Linked DNA regions of Triticum aestivum: region 1 is linked to region 2. A link is a contact called in public Hi-C data. All regions are on one chromosome and are shown on one strand. The core of a region is the stretch at or near the end of the contact, and the rest is flanking DNA. Distances in the headings are between cores, read along the strand shown. Region 1 holds the start of LOC123045382. Region 2 has its middle 12 kb from the start of LOC123045380.

Region 1 (6,336 bases), core at 866-3,365, 420 kb after region 2:
CGTGATGGCTGGAGCCACAAGTACTGACATTATTCGCCTATTCGGTGATGTAATGTCACCACACCATACCAGCTGGTCCATACTCATCAGTCCTTGCTCCGGCATGGAGCCAAAAGATAGCTAGCTTCGTGTCTTGGGCCTTTAATTTGCGTGCGCTAATCACCTGGGGTTCATGTGGCCTGTCTCGTCGATGGCCTATCTATATGTATCAGCATCATGAGTCATGGCTACCCCTCCATCTCACTCACTCACTCACTCAGCACTCAGGGACCAGCTAGCCACCTGCATCATGAGTCAGTCATCTACTCCCTCCGTTCTAAAATAGATGACTCAACTTTGTATTAACTTTAGTATAAAGTTGGGTCATCTATTTTGGAACGGAGGGAGTACCAAGAAGCAAGCGCTCATCATTTCCTTTCCTGGAGCTTAATTAAATGTTACCTAGGTCGATCCGACCAAGTTTTGCAGCTAAACGTGACGTTTTAACCTCCTGGTTAGTACCCGCTGGCTCTAGCCACCCACCAGTTCGTTATGGGTGTCAGTGAGGTGGTTGCTGACCAGCAGGATCGGTGCTGATGGTGTTGCAAGATCGACAGTGCTGAGCTGCTGACCTTTCAAATCGGAAACTGCAAGAGCACCCTTTTTGGGACAGTACTAGGTCGGCTACTTAAGTATTAACGGAAGAATCAATGGGCACCTCCCGTCGGCCTCTCTAGCATATTAGCTGCAGCTAACAACGACAACAATGGATGAACGATCAACATTGGCCAAGAATGAATGAACACACACGACACCAATTCCAGCGATGTTCACCCTTTTTTTTGTCAGTCTTGTTCCTTGGTCCCTTTCGTTTAAATACGTCGACAACGACACTGCAACAAGATGGACTCAACAAACCCGTCAATCACAAGGAAGCAAGCAAGAAGAAAGGCGAAAATTAAAGAAGAATCGCTCACGACATGGTGTGAGTTACAAGCTGACACGTACAGATCACATACATTCAAATCCATGGGACGGACAGAGATTGCACAGCGAAATTAAGCTCTCGGGGGTGGTAATTAACATTATTATTACGTCTAACTAATAGAGTGAATCGACTGTCTTGTTGAGCTCTTCAAGCTTCTTCATCCTCATCCTCTCGCTTTCGCTCACCAGCTGCAGATGAAGAGCCGAGTAAAGTGATCAATGCTACTAACCTGACAGATATATTTATAAGTAAGACAAGAAGAAGACGAGGTGATGCACCTCTATTAGCCTGTTGACAAGTATGGCCTTCTCCTTGCTCTTCTCGTTGTACGCCTCGAGAATCTCCTTGTATTCTTTCTCCTGTTTTGTAAGTTTTCTCAATTCAAGAACAATTAAGTCCACATGCCAATTTACGTACGAATGCATGCAGTGAAAGTAAGTAGAATTTCTATCACGTCCAGGAAGTCTTTGTCACCTTCTTGACGCAGCTCTTGCTGAGAGGCTTGAGCTGGCGGTTGACGGTGTCGATCCGCCGCTGTATTGATTCCACCTCCTTCCTGGTAGGATCGGCCATCCCCTCCAGCTCCTACAAAACACAAACACAAAGCTATGATGGTTTAGGCTCAATCTCAGTATCATTTTTGTTGTTACAAACTTCAGTGGCTCAGCTGAAACAAACTGATCGTTCAAGAGTACGTCATTTTGGGTCTCCAATATTAATGACTCAACTGAAAAGTATTACTACTCCTAGGTACCTACCTGTCGTATGAATGCTAGGCGCTTGGACTCCTCCTCGACGCGGCCAAGCTGCGCGAACACCTTGTCCCTGACCTCCATCTTCTTCCTCTCGATCTGCTCCTCCTTGGCCTTGAACACGGAGAGCGCCGACCTGGACGACCCCTCCCCCTCTGACGCCTCCTCGCTGCCGCTGGACAGTGACGACGGGTGCTTCACCCGCAGCACCATCTGCATCGGCGCCTGCTGCTGTTGCTCCACCTCCCCCTGCATCTTACTATCCTTCCTCCCTTCCTTCCTCCCTTCCTTCCTATGGATCGATCGACGCACGTCACGTAACGTAATCAATCGACTCTTGAGTTGCTACTAGTTGGCGTAGTAGTATTCTCTCTTCTTCCTATATCTTGTCTTCACGGCCGGGGCGGCTCCCCGCCACTTATATGATATCACCAACCGGCGGCGAGTCCTTGTCGCTTTTCGCCCTCCCATGCTTATCGTCTACGCAACATACAACATGGCCGCGGAACTCGTAATGCGATCGATCGATCCTGCTGTACGTACAGTATAAAAGGCAAATGGAGGTGAAACGGCTGCGTCGCGCAATGCTAGGGGCCCGGGTAGGAAACAAAACAAAAAAGGCGGAGGTAAATCAAATCGAAGGACGGAAGCATCATTTCAGTGGTTTGCATGCATGTGGCCGGGTGATCGCGCGAGGAGCGTATGTACGTGCGCCGAACCAACCAACGATCGCTTCAGCCAGAAACCATGTCGATCGTATTGTATTGCTACTATCTGCCCTGCACCTGTAGTTGGCCTGTGTTAGGTGAGCTGCCGTGCCGTCTTGGCTGGCAGGCTGGCTGGCTGGGGTCGAGTGCAAGTAACTCTTCCTCTCGCTGTCTCTCGACAGGGATCGGACTGTGCAGCTCAGTGCAGTGCGGGGGAAGTGATCCGGGTGAGCCGGCGCATGCATGTCTCCTTGTATATGTCTTTCTTTGCACTTTGGCCGTTTGGCGTACCTTTTGAATGGCTAAGCTATACTCCCTCTGTAAACTAATATAAGAGCGCTTAGATCACTATTTTAGTTATCTAAACGCTCTTATATTAGTTTACTGAGGGAGTACTAGATACGTAGATAGGTAGCTTTGGGTTGCGGCAGCTGGGGATTAGCTAGGAAGACGATCGAGGGAGACAAGCCGTCTGCAACGCGAGGCTTGGATTGGAAGACACACAAATACTGTGGTGGATGCGTGTTGTCGTCCGTCAGCCACTACAGTGGTCACTAGCTGGAGTGAAGGCAACATGCTAGCTAGCAGATGCTATGGGACAAGAAGGTCGGTTTTTCTTGTTGAGTTGGTTGCGCTCTCATCTTTTGATCAAACAGCTAGCCCGATCGAGGGGAAGAGCGGGAAAGGAGACAAGCCGGAGCAGATTTTCCAACCAGTGCGAGGTATCTCTGGTGTATGTAGTTAAGGTGTTAACCATGAGCACCCTGCCGGTCTATAGTACCATTTCCGTGTATCATCTGACATTTGGTAGGAAATTTTGCATTGATTCTAGCTTAATATTTATTTTCCTTTAAAACATGGAGGATAGAAACCAATCCTATTATGTAGGAATAGGAATCCATTTCTATGAACCAAAGAGCTCTAAAGGGGAAAATTCCTATAAGAATCAAACAAGACCGATCTGGATTCCAATGGAATTCATCTAAACCAAAGGAGACCTGATCTACGAAACCCTGGTATGAGCTGGCTCAGTTGAAGAGTCAATCTGTATACGGTATGAGTTGAAAATCATTGCCTTTAGTCCATGTATACAAAGCTAATTAGAGCCAATCATCAACTCTTTGGCACCTCCGTGTCATCTACTAGGTCCACTTCAGCAAAGACGACGGGGTCGACATATCAACATGATTGTCACCAAAACAGGCTGTGTGGACCCAACAGTTCCTAAAGCTCATGGTTCCAGTTTGAGGCGCAATGGAGTTTGGATTGTGAGAACTTCATAACTTGAGAGGACTCGAGGGGTAAGTGCCAAGGGATTACCTGTTTTGCATTCAAGATAACAAAGTGATCAACATGCTCTGGCAGAGGACTGATGGGAGTATCTTTGGCAGCATGAAACTTTGACGACTTAAAAGGACTGAGGGACGCCAAACCACAATGCAACACAACATACCAAACTGCAAACGGCTACACAGGTTTCACAAGTTTGCCACAGATGAACCCCATCAAAGTTTTAAATTAAAAAACTATGACCAGATAACAGCTCAATTTAGGCTAAGGTTTATCAGTCGCTTAAATAAGGTGTCCAATACCGACGATGTACCACTCAAGACAAGGCTTCTACATAAACAGTCGCTCAACACTGCAGCTCCAGCTGGTATATATTTTTTATCAGGTAAAAAAAGGAGCCCAGCATAAAGCAATCGACATGAGAAATCGATGGGTCTCTTCACTCCCCTGGTGCAGAAACCCCTTGCTTCAGCTTTTCCCTCTTGAGCTTCTTCTTGGAGACTGGCTTCTTCTTCTTCGGAGGGAGCGTCTTCTGCGCATACAGGTACAGCGCATAGTTCCCAACAAAGAAAAGCAGCAGGGTGGTCGCAACCACAAGCAGGACTATCATTCCAGGGTTCAGGCCCTTGTTCACCTCTTCGATGATTACATTGTTCTGAAGATAAAGAGATGATCTATCAGAAGCTATAGCATATATACTTTTGTGAAAACAAAACAAACGTAGGTGCATAGAGCTTGCGCGGATTATAGCTTACTAGGTTAGCAAGAAAAAGTCACATACTTCACAGTTTCGCATGCTCAGATTATCAACGATCGTTCCCAATATATAATAATAAACACTTCTAATACAGAGCTGTTGTATGCAGTCACGAGTTTGAAAACAAGCACAAACTGAAGCTTAATTTCAATAGATTAGTAATGCTGAAGTTTCATGTATTTACATGTTTCTACACTCACAGCAGAAACTATTTTAGGAATACAAGAAGTCGCAGCTAAAGTGAGAAGTGAAACAGGATTGGTAAAGCTAAGTGGTCAAAGTGAGAGATGCAGGTTCGCTGGCACAAGGATGCACGGGGACATCCAGAAAATCTATATTGCAGTGTCTGAAACTACACATTCATTTAAAACAACAAAGCAATTCATGCCAACAATCAATTTCAGTGGATTCATTAGATAGAAAAATACTAAAACAGTGAGTTTAGGATGTCGAATTAATCACAGAAAAACAGCTACACTCACTAAATGATTTACCTTTCACAGGCAGATAAGTGTAAAACACGCCGTCATGTCGAAAACTTGTACTCCCTCCGTTCCTAAATATTTGTCTTTCTAGGCATTTCAAATCGCTACCACATACGGATGTATGTAGACATATTTTAGAGTGTAGATTCACTCATTTTGCTCCGTATGTAGTCTCTTGTTGAAATATCTAGAAAGACAAATATTTAGGAACGGAGGAAGTAAAACGCATGGTATAAATAGTTACAATAACTATCCTCAGGTACTCGTGACACAAGCCAAGTAAGGGGGTGCGCCACAAATTAAACAACGAAATCAAGTTGGATCAACTATGCAATACTTGAACAGATTAAAATTCACTACTCAGAGCAGCAAACAGTCGCCGAACTTGGCAAGTGAAAAAACAAATCTTCTGAAACAATTCAGCATTTTGCAATCGTTTTTCTATTGTAAAGAACCATGATATGTTGTTACAATTACCACCGAGAAGACATAAGATGATTGCATTAGTTATGCAGATCTAACTATCTGCCCACAGAAATAGGTATGTATGATGCGCAATGGTCAGCGACGAGGCCGGCCACCGCGCGTTTCTACTCGCTACGCAAGCCACGGTGACTAAGTAAGCACCGTCCTTTCACCCGCCGGCGCGGGGAGGTAAATGGCAGATCTGGGTGGCTAGGGGCAAGGCAGATCTGCGAACAACTCGTCTCGCTCTCTCACATCTATAAGCTGACCACAAAGAAGAGCGATCTTGAAACAACGCACTGAAGAAGAAAGAAGTGGCGGAAAATTCCTTACCGCTGACTCCGCGAACTGCTCCGCCATGGCGGCCACGAGATCTGGACCAGGCACCGCACCCTCCTCGCCTTCTGAACCGAAAGATTGGATGGATTAGGCCAGGGGCGAGTAGAAGATGAGCACTGGAGTTCTTCGAGGAGGATGGCTCGTAAGATCTGTGGGTTCCAGAAAAAACTCACCTTTGCGAGCAGCTGCGACCTTTCTTTCTGCGGCCTTCTTACGATCTCCCCCCTTTTGTTTGCCCGTATTGACGTCCTCCTCGCGTGGGTCGTATGGGTTGTTTTGTTTGGAAGTTTCTACGCCACGTCAATTTCTTATCTTGTTTGGAACGTGACAAAATTCTGCTGTTAGGTTTGTTGCCACCGTGCTAAACCTGATCGTCGACAGCCCGATCCGACGACCTGGCCCAAAAATACTGGGTCGGCTTCGAGCTTCATTTTGCAGCCCAAAAAAAATTGCGGGCTAGGCTTCCACGTGTCGGCAAAGAAACTTCAAGTCCATTTTTTAGTATAGCAATTAGTTAAAGGGTACCAGGAAAATAAAATTACTTAAAGGGTACCCCTTGCCGGAGCCCCTCAAA
Region 2 (6,551 bases), core at 1,224-3,723:
AGCGCATGCATTACCTTGACATTCCTCAGATTAACCGAACCAATGATTTGGTATAGTAGTCTGTATGTTGTTTTCACCAAGTTTTACCTACTTTATTGAATCATTAAGCATTTAGCTCAAATTCTATTTATTGTGCAATCGTATCACTTTTCGCAGTTTGCTAAGTTGTGCTGGTTTAACCCCATAAGGATGAAGTAAACGGTGCAGTAAATTCAACTGAATTCTTTTGTGCAGAACCATTGGCAGCGATGCAATTGATTTATCTGCATTTTCATGCGGTGAGGTAGCTGATTCAACTGCATTTTTCGTACAATTGACTGGATTCAAGTTCAACTGCATTTCCCATGCAGCTGACTTGATTGAACTGCGTTTTTTGGTACAGTTGAGAGCAATGCGGTTGATTCGACTGCATTTTCCTGGGCGCAGTTCACTTGATTTAACTGCATTTTACGTGTAGTTGACAGTGATGCTTGATTCCACAGAATCGCGTGTCTCAACTGCACTGTTTGCTAGTTAAGAAATCGTAAACATTTATTTACTCCAGAGTTGTGCCTTACTTTTTTACATATGCTCAGTAGTTACAAAACTTGCTTTTCAGAATTGAATGGATCGAGTTGCGAAGCTAGTCATGCAATAACCAATCCGATGGTACAATCCTATTACCATACAATTGTTGTGCTACTTCCGAACTGGTAAAACCTAGCATCAAGGAAACAACATCTGAGGCCATTCCATTATCGCATCTTTTTGGGGAGCACTCCGATATTTCACTCATATTAGCTGAACGACGAAATCACCTACAAAATTAATTACAGGGGATCATCCCGTAGACGGTAGACAAGATCAGCCAAAAAATGGGTGGTGGCATGTCCTCGCCTCGCCTCTTTACGACGGGTCGAACTCGCAACCAAGGAACAAAGATAGCTAGGCAGACGCGCACATACAGAAAAAGTAATCAAAATCGCAAAAATGGTTCACGTAACATCGGGTTCGAACCTGTGATGGCGCGCTAGAGTGTCCTCGATCAAAGCCACTACAACCAGAATACTCCTGCGCCGAATAAGCATCGCTAAACTAGAAGAACTATCGAAGCATCAAAGTTAACTCACGAACAAATTTTGAAATTTTCCGAAATCGTGAAATTATCTTGAAGTTCCTGCACTTTTTCCAGAAACATGAACATTTTATTAATTTTGAACAAAATCTGGAAACAGAAACAATTTTTTGACGAAAACAATTTTTGAGAGCACCAACAATTTAAAAAAAATAAGAGAATTTTGAAATTGAGAACAATTTTGAAATTCCCGACAGAATTCGAAATTCTGAACATTTTTTCAATACGTGAAAGACTTTTGAAAACTGGACATTTTTTGAAAACTTTGAACATTTGTTACAAAACACGAACAATTTTTTGAACTTAAAAATCCGTACATTGTTTGGAGACACAAGCAAATTATGAATCTTTTTGAAAACTTTTAGAATTTGTGAACAAAATTTGAGAACTAGTACAAATTTCTGAAAGCACGAACATTTTTCTAAATGTGAGAACAAATTAAGACTTGACACTGTTTTTAAAAATACCCTTTACAATTTTCCAAATTTTTAACGTACGCTTTTGTTTTCACAAAAGCAAACAATTTTATGATATCACGAACAAATTTTGGATTTTAAACATTTTCGGAATTTGTGAACAATTTTCTAAAGCACGAACATTTTTCTAAATTTGAGAACAAATTTTGAAACAGAGAACATTTTCGAAAATCCTGAACAAATTTGGAAGCACAAACATTTTTGAATACGTGAATAAATATTTGAAACCCAGAACATTTGTTGAAATCTTTGAACCAATTTTGTAAAACACAAACATTTTTACAAAAATGCAGACTTTATTTTAAAATATCCTGACATTTCTTGGAAAGGCAAAAAAAATTCAAACATTTTGAACATTTTTTAATTTTGCACTTTTTGAACATTTGTTGCTAAAAGCGAACATTTTTATAATTTTGAGAATACTTTTTGAAACTGCCGAACAATTTTTGGGAATGCGAACAAATTTTAAAGATTTTTATGAAAAAAGCAGGACAAAAGAAAAAAGGAAATAGAGAAACAAAAAAAGAGAAAAGAAAACAGGAAAAAACAAAGAAAGGGAAACAGAACAAGGAAAAAAAGAAAAAAACAGGAAAAGGAAAAAAACAGAACAAGAAAAAAACCCGGTTCAGGAACCTTCTAGAAGTTTCGCAAAACCAGAAAAACCGACTGGAAACATAGAAGGTTCCCAAAAACGTGGACGATGAAAGCTTAAACGGGCCAGCCCAGTCGAACGATCACTGGATGTTCCCTGTGCGAAACCTGGATAGTTTGACGCAGAGTGCGTCCAATTGGAAATTCCGCCGGAGCGTGACCCGGACTGTGTGGTCAAGGCGCGCTTTGCCGCCGGTTGGTGGGCTGCGGGAAGAGTGAGATTAGGACACCAGCGCCTTGGTGGGGGGGGGGGGAGCACTCACAAGTTAGACTGGGTTTGCAAGGCCTCTAATTTTGACGGCCTAGGGCCGAGCACCTGAATTTACGTACGGTGGCCTGCACACTCTTTCTGGCTAAGGTCCCACTACCCAAATCCTATTTGACGTCCTTAGCGACAGTTATGTCTTGTACAATGCTAGGTGCTTAGGAAGTTGCTTAAAAAAATAACCGATTTTTTGAAGTACCGGTGCCTATCCTATATACCTAACAAGTTCATCCCCACTACTTTATTTATCTCAACATGCAAGCTGTCCACGTCACCAACCATGTCACCTAAGCAAAAACTGAATTCATTTGCAGCCACATCATCTCTATTTTTACAGCTGGCGCGTACACAATTTCATTAACAAATCATGGGACTTAAAGTTTTCCTTAATACACAATGATCCTGTGCACCAGAGTGACCCGTCGTTTCCATAGGCTTCAGTTATTCATTGTACGTTACCATCCTGGACACTGAACCGATACATCGTTTCCTTACGATTCATTCATTTTGTACTTGATGTGTTGCAGCCCTGGTCATCGAAGCAACCCCTCGCTTCCTATTCGTATCCGATGGCACATCCCGTTTATAACTCGAAGAAGAGCCCAGGTGCATCATGGTCTCTCACTTCCCAACACATCTCATCTTTCCACCTACTCGCTCCAACGCGAGCGACCTCGATGCCAAAAGGGTTGAATGTTAGCGCCACCGCATCGTGCCTGGACGGAACCGTCACGTGCCCACAGTGTACTGCTAGCTCCTGCATGGGCTTCGCTCGGCCGAGCAACACCAAGGGCGTGTTTGGTTGCCCGCACCGAGCCCAACCAGGCCCGCGCGGGAAGGGAGAGACCTGTTTGGTTGCCTGGTTTTCCTGTTGGGCCTGCATCGCACGCTTCTCAAAGCAGTCCAGAGCCTGGCTCGCTGAAAACCCTGGGATCGGCAGTTTCTCGCGAGCCAGGCTGAGTGCGGCGCGAGGTCGCACGGGCGGGAGCGAGGCGCAGGCGAGGGGGGATGGCGGGAGATGGAAATCTGGCGCGCCGTCCCGGCGCCAAATTAGTCTCACCCCCTTTCACTCGCTCACCCATAGCCGCTGCCCCCTTTCTTCGCTACTGCCTCATCATCGGCGGCGGCTGCGATTTCAGATCTGCGCTATAGGAGGCGGCGGCGATGGAAGAGGCGGCGGCGTTTGCGGCAGATCTGGTGCTCCCCTTGCTGTTGGCCACCGTCTGGTCGACCTAGTCTGTGCCATGGCTCCCCCTATGCCGTCCTCGTCTCCGATGCCGGTAAGCAGCACCCCTCCCCCCTTTGTTAGCTCAATGGTTAGGCCTTTAAGCTAGGTGTAGGATCGATTTCCCACTGAACGAACCGTCGATGTCGACTAGGTTATGGGCGCACGGATGAGGCTGATAATCCAGGCAGCAGCACTGATTAGTGTGATTCAGGCATGGGTCATGTTCATGCACCAGAGAGCTGTTCGTCGTGCTGGGAGACTGTTGATCCGCTATGGTCCATTGTTTCCCCGGGAACAGGAGAGGATCCAAAATCTGAACTACATCTACAACTGCAATGACGTCGAGGCTCTGTGGATGCTTAGAATGAAAAGAGCACCATTTGCCAGGCTTGTCGAGACCTTCAGGAACAGGGGCCTGTTACAAGATAGCATCAACACCGGTGTCGAAGAGCAAGTGGCCATGTTCCTCCATGTTGTTGGCCATAACCAGAGGTTCAGGGTCATTCACAACACGTTCAGGAGATCAATAGAGACCATCTCTAGGTACTTCAAGCAGGTGCTTTTTGCTGTTGGGGAGCTTATAGGAGAGATGATAAGGAGACCATCTGGCCAGACTCCACCCAAGATTCGCGGAAGGCCAAGATGGTATCCAAACTTCAAGGTGAGCATTGACAATATACACTTTTCATGGCTTGATATGCTTGTATTGTTCAAGTTCAGCATTAACACAGGCTAGTGATGCCATTTTCAGGACTGCATAGGGGCAATAGATGGTACTCATGTCACTACCAGAGTTCCTAGGTCATCTGCAGCATACAGGGGGAGGAAGCACTACACAAGCCAGAATGTGCTTGTTGCTGTTGACTTTGATCTGAAGTTCACATATGTGCTGGATGGCTGGGAGGGGTCAGCGCATGATGCAAACATTCTCACTGACAGCATGAGTCGATCTGATGGGATCAACATCCCCGACGGCAAGTTCTACCTTGGAGATGCTGGCTATGCATGTCGGCAGGATATTCTTCCACCCTTCAGGAAAACAAGGTACCATCTCAACGAGTTCTCTGGTAGGAACTTTCCTAGGACTGCACAGGAGCTGTTTAATCTCAGACACTCCAGCCTTAGAGTAACTGTTGAGAGGGCATTTGGAGCTCTGAAGAATAGGTTTAAGATCCTAGATCAAAAGCCATTCTACCCATACTCCACTCAGGTTAAGCTAGTTCTTGCTTGTTGCATTCTGCATAACTGGATCCTTCAGTGGGGCTTTGATGAACACGTGCCTGAGGAGGAAGAGGTCAAGCCTGACGATGTTGTTAGCTCTGGCCATGGTGTGGAGGCATTTGACAATGGCGCTTGAAAGAACAAAAGGTTGGAGTGGGCAGAGGCAATGTGGCTTAACAGAGGTCAGTGCAGGATTTGAAGAAGAGGAAGGAGAAGAAGCAGCAGCAGCAGCAGAAGCAGAAGAGGAAGATGAAGCAGCAACACCGATGAACTATCCCCTATTTAGCCAATGGCTCTTAATAATTTGAATTGTCATTTGATTGTAGCTAGGATGAACTGTCATTTGTTTAACTAGCTGGCACTATGTTCAGATTGTATGTGGTAAGGTCACCACTAGTTAGAAGTGGTGACAACACCTTATGCAGGTTGCAACCAAACACCATGTCATATGTGCACCTAATGCAATGCGGGCAACCAAACGCTAGGTCAAAAATGGTTGTCTAGTGCAACTAGGGGAATGCAGGCAACCAAACTATGTGCATCTGGGTTTTTTTGGCCTGCATCCCCTCAAACCGGCTCAATAGAGCCAGGCTCGCCGGGCCAGGCTGAATTGGCAATGTAACCAAACACTCCCCAACTTTCTGCATGGGCTTCTCCTGCCTGCGGCTGCCCACCACCCAGCACCATTGCGGCACCACCAAGATCTTGCCGCCGCCCGCCGAATAGCCCTCCTGCTTTTCCTCTAGCCTGGAGCCCAGCGAGCCGGTCGACATGGTTTGAGGTTGGAGACGAAGAAGAGGGCGTGCAGTTGGGATATGCTCGCATGTAACAAATTACTTTCCTTATTGTCTCTTTTGTCTTCCCAACATCTGTAGTGCCACCCTAAGCGCATGGAATTTGATTGCAGTGTGCAAACTGACTGCCCCCTATCATTGGCGTCAATGTTCTCGTGTGCAAGCTTAACGGGTAATGCATGACTTTTTCCCTAATTATTTTTTATTATCGAATCTAAAGTTCAACTTGATCTAGAATTAGTAACCAATTAACCATCACATAATAGGATTGAATCAGTTCTGCTGCATTTTATACATATCTATGCATTGGATTTTGTTCATAGAAGTTTGGATCTATACTTCTAGGAGCAGTCCACTGGTCGATCTCTTAGCATCTATTATTTGTTGATCTCCCAATAGTTTGTTAATTAAAGAGAGGAAAATGTTTGGAGCACAAAATTAATTAAGTTCAGCAAAGGCAACCAAGACTACCCCCTTGACAGTCAGAATCATTGCCACATGAAAAATACTTTTATCAGTTTGCATGAATTAGTTTGTTATTTTTAAGAATATTCTGGAGAGAGTCCATTTTGCTGTGCTATCTACCCCTTCTTCAAAATAAATTTTTAAGTTTAGTGCATCCAAAGGACATTACGCTAATCCCTTCATTTTCCCGTGGAGTATTCCTACGCTGAAGTATAAATTATCAGTACACCCTCCTTAGTTACAATTATGATAACTTCAATTTTAGTCTGCAGGAAAGAATTGCAGTAGAACCACAAGAGGAAGCCATGACATACAGTTTTTTGCAGCAGGAAAGTTG

Evidence for each region. A called contact is a pair of places that touch in the nucleus more often than the background predicts.
Region 1: a contact with region 2 is called in a Hi-C map of leaf, with 5 times the contacts expected there. The contact joins the promoter of LOC123045382 here to the enhancer-like site in region 2. A contact is called at or near these places in 3 of 5 Hi-C or Micro-C datasets (leaf and root).

The regions. Positions count from the first base shown.
Region 1 is chr2B:450,811,567-450,817,902 of IWGSC CS RefSeq v2.1, forward strand. LOC123045382 reads right to left here and starts at 2,116. Exons shown (of 4, transcript XM_044468412.1): 1 at 1,726-2,116; 2 at 1,442-1,552; 3 at 1,246-1,326; 4 at 920-1,155. The coding sequence starts at 1,974. The coding sequence ends at 1,081. It overlaps LOC123045383 (DNA-binding protein S1FA2), which reads right to left and starts at 6,120. Exons shown (of 3, transcript XM_044468414.1): 1 at 5,936-6,120; 2 at 5,757-5,824; 3 at 3,923-4,371. The coding sequence starts at 5,783. The coding sequence ends at 4,156.
Region 2 is chr2B:450,387,823-450,394,373 of IWGSC CS RefSeq v2.1, forward strand. No RefSeq gene overlaps it. Among protein-coding and RNA genes, the nearest start is that of LOC123045380, 12 kb to the left of the region's middle. Within about 2 kb of position 2,474, at least 3 of the 8 cell types and tissues checked have an H3K27ac peak or open chromatin away from gene starts, as enhancers often do. A contact at or near this core is called in leaf and root, where this site is marked.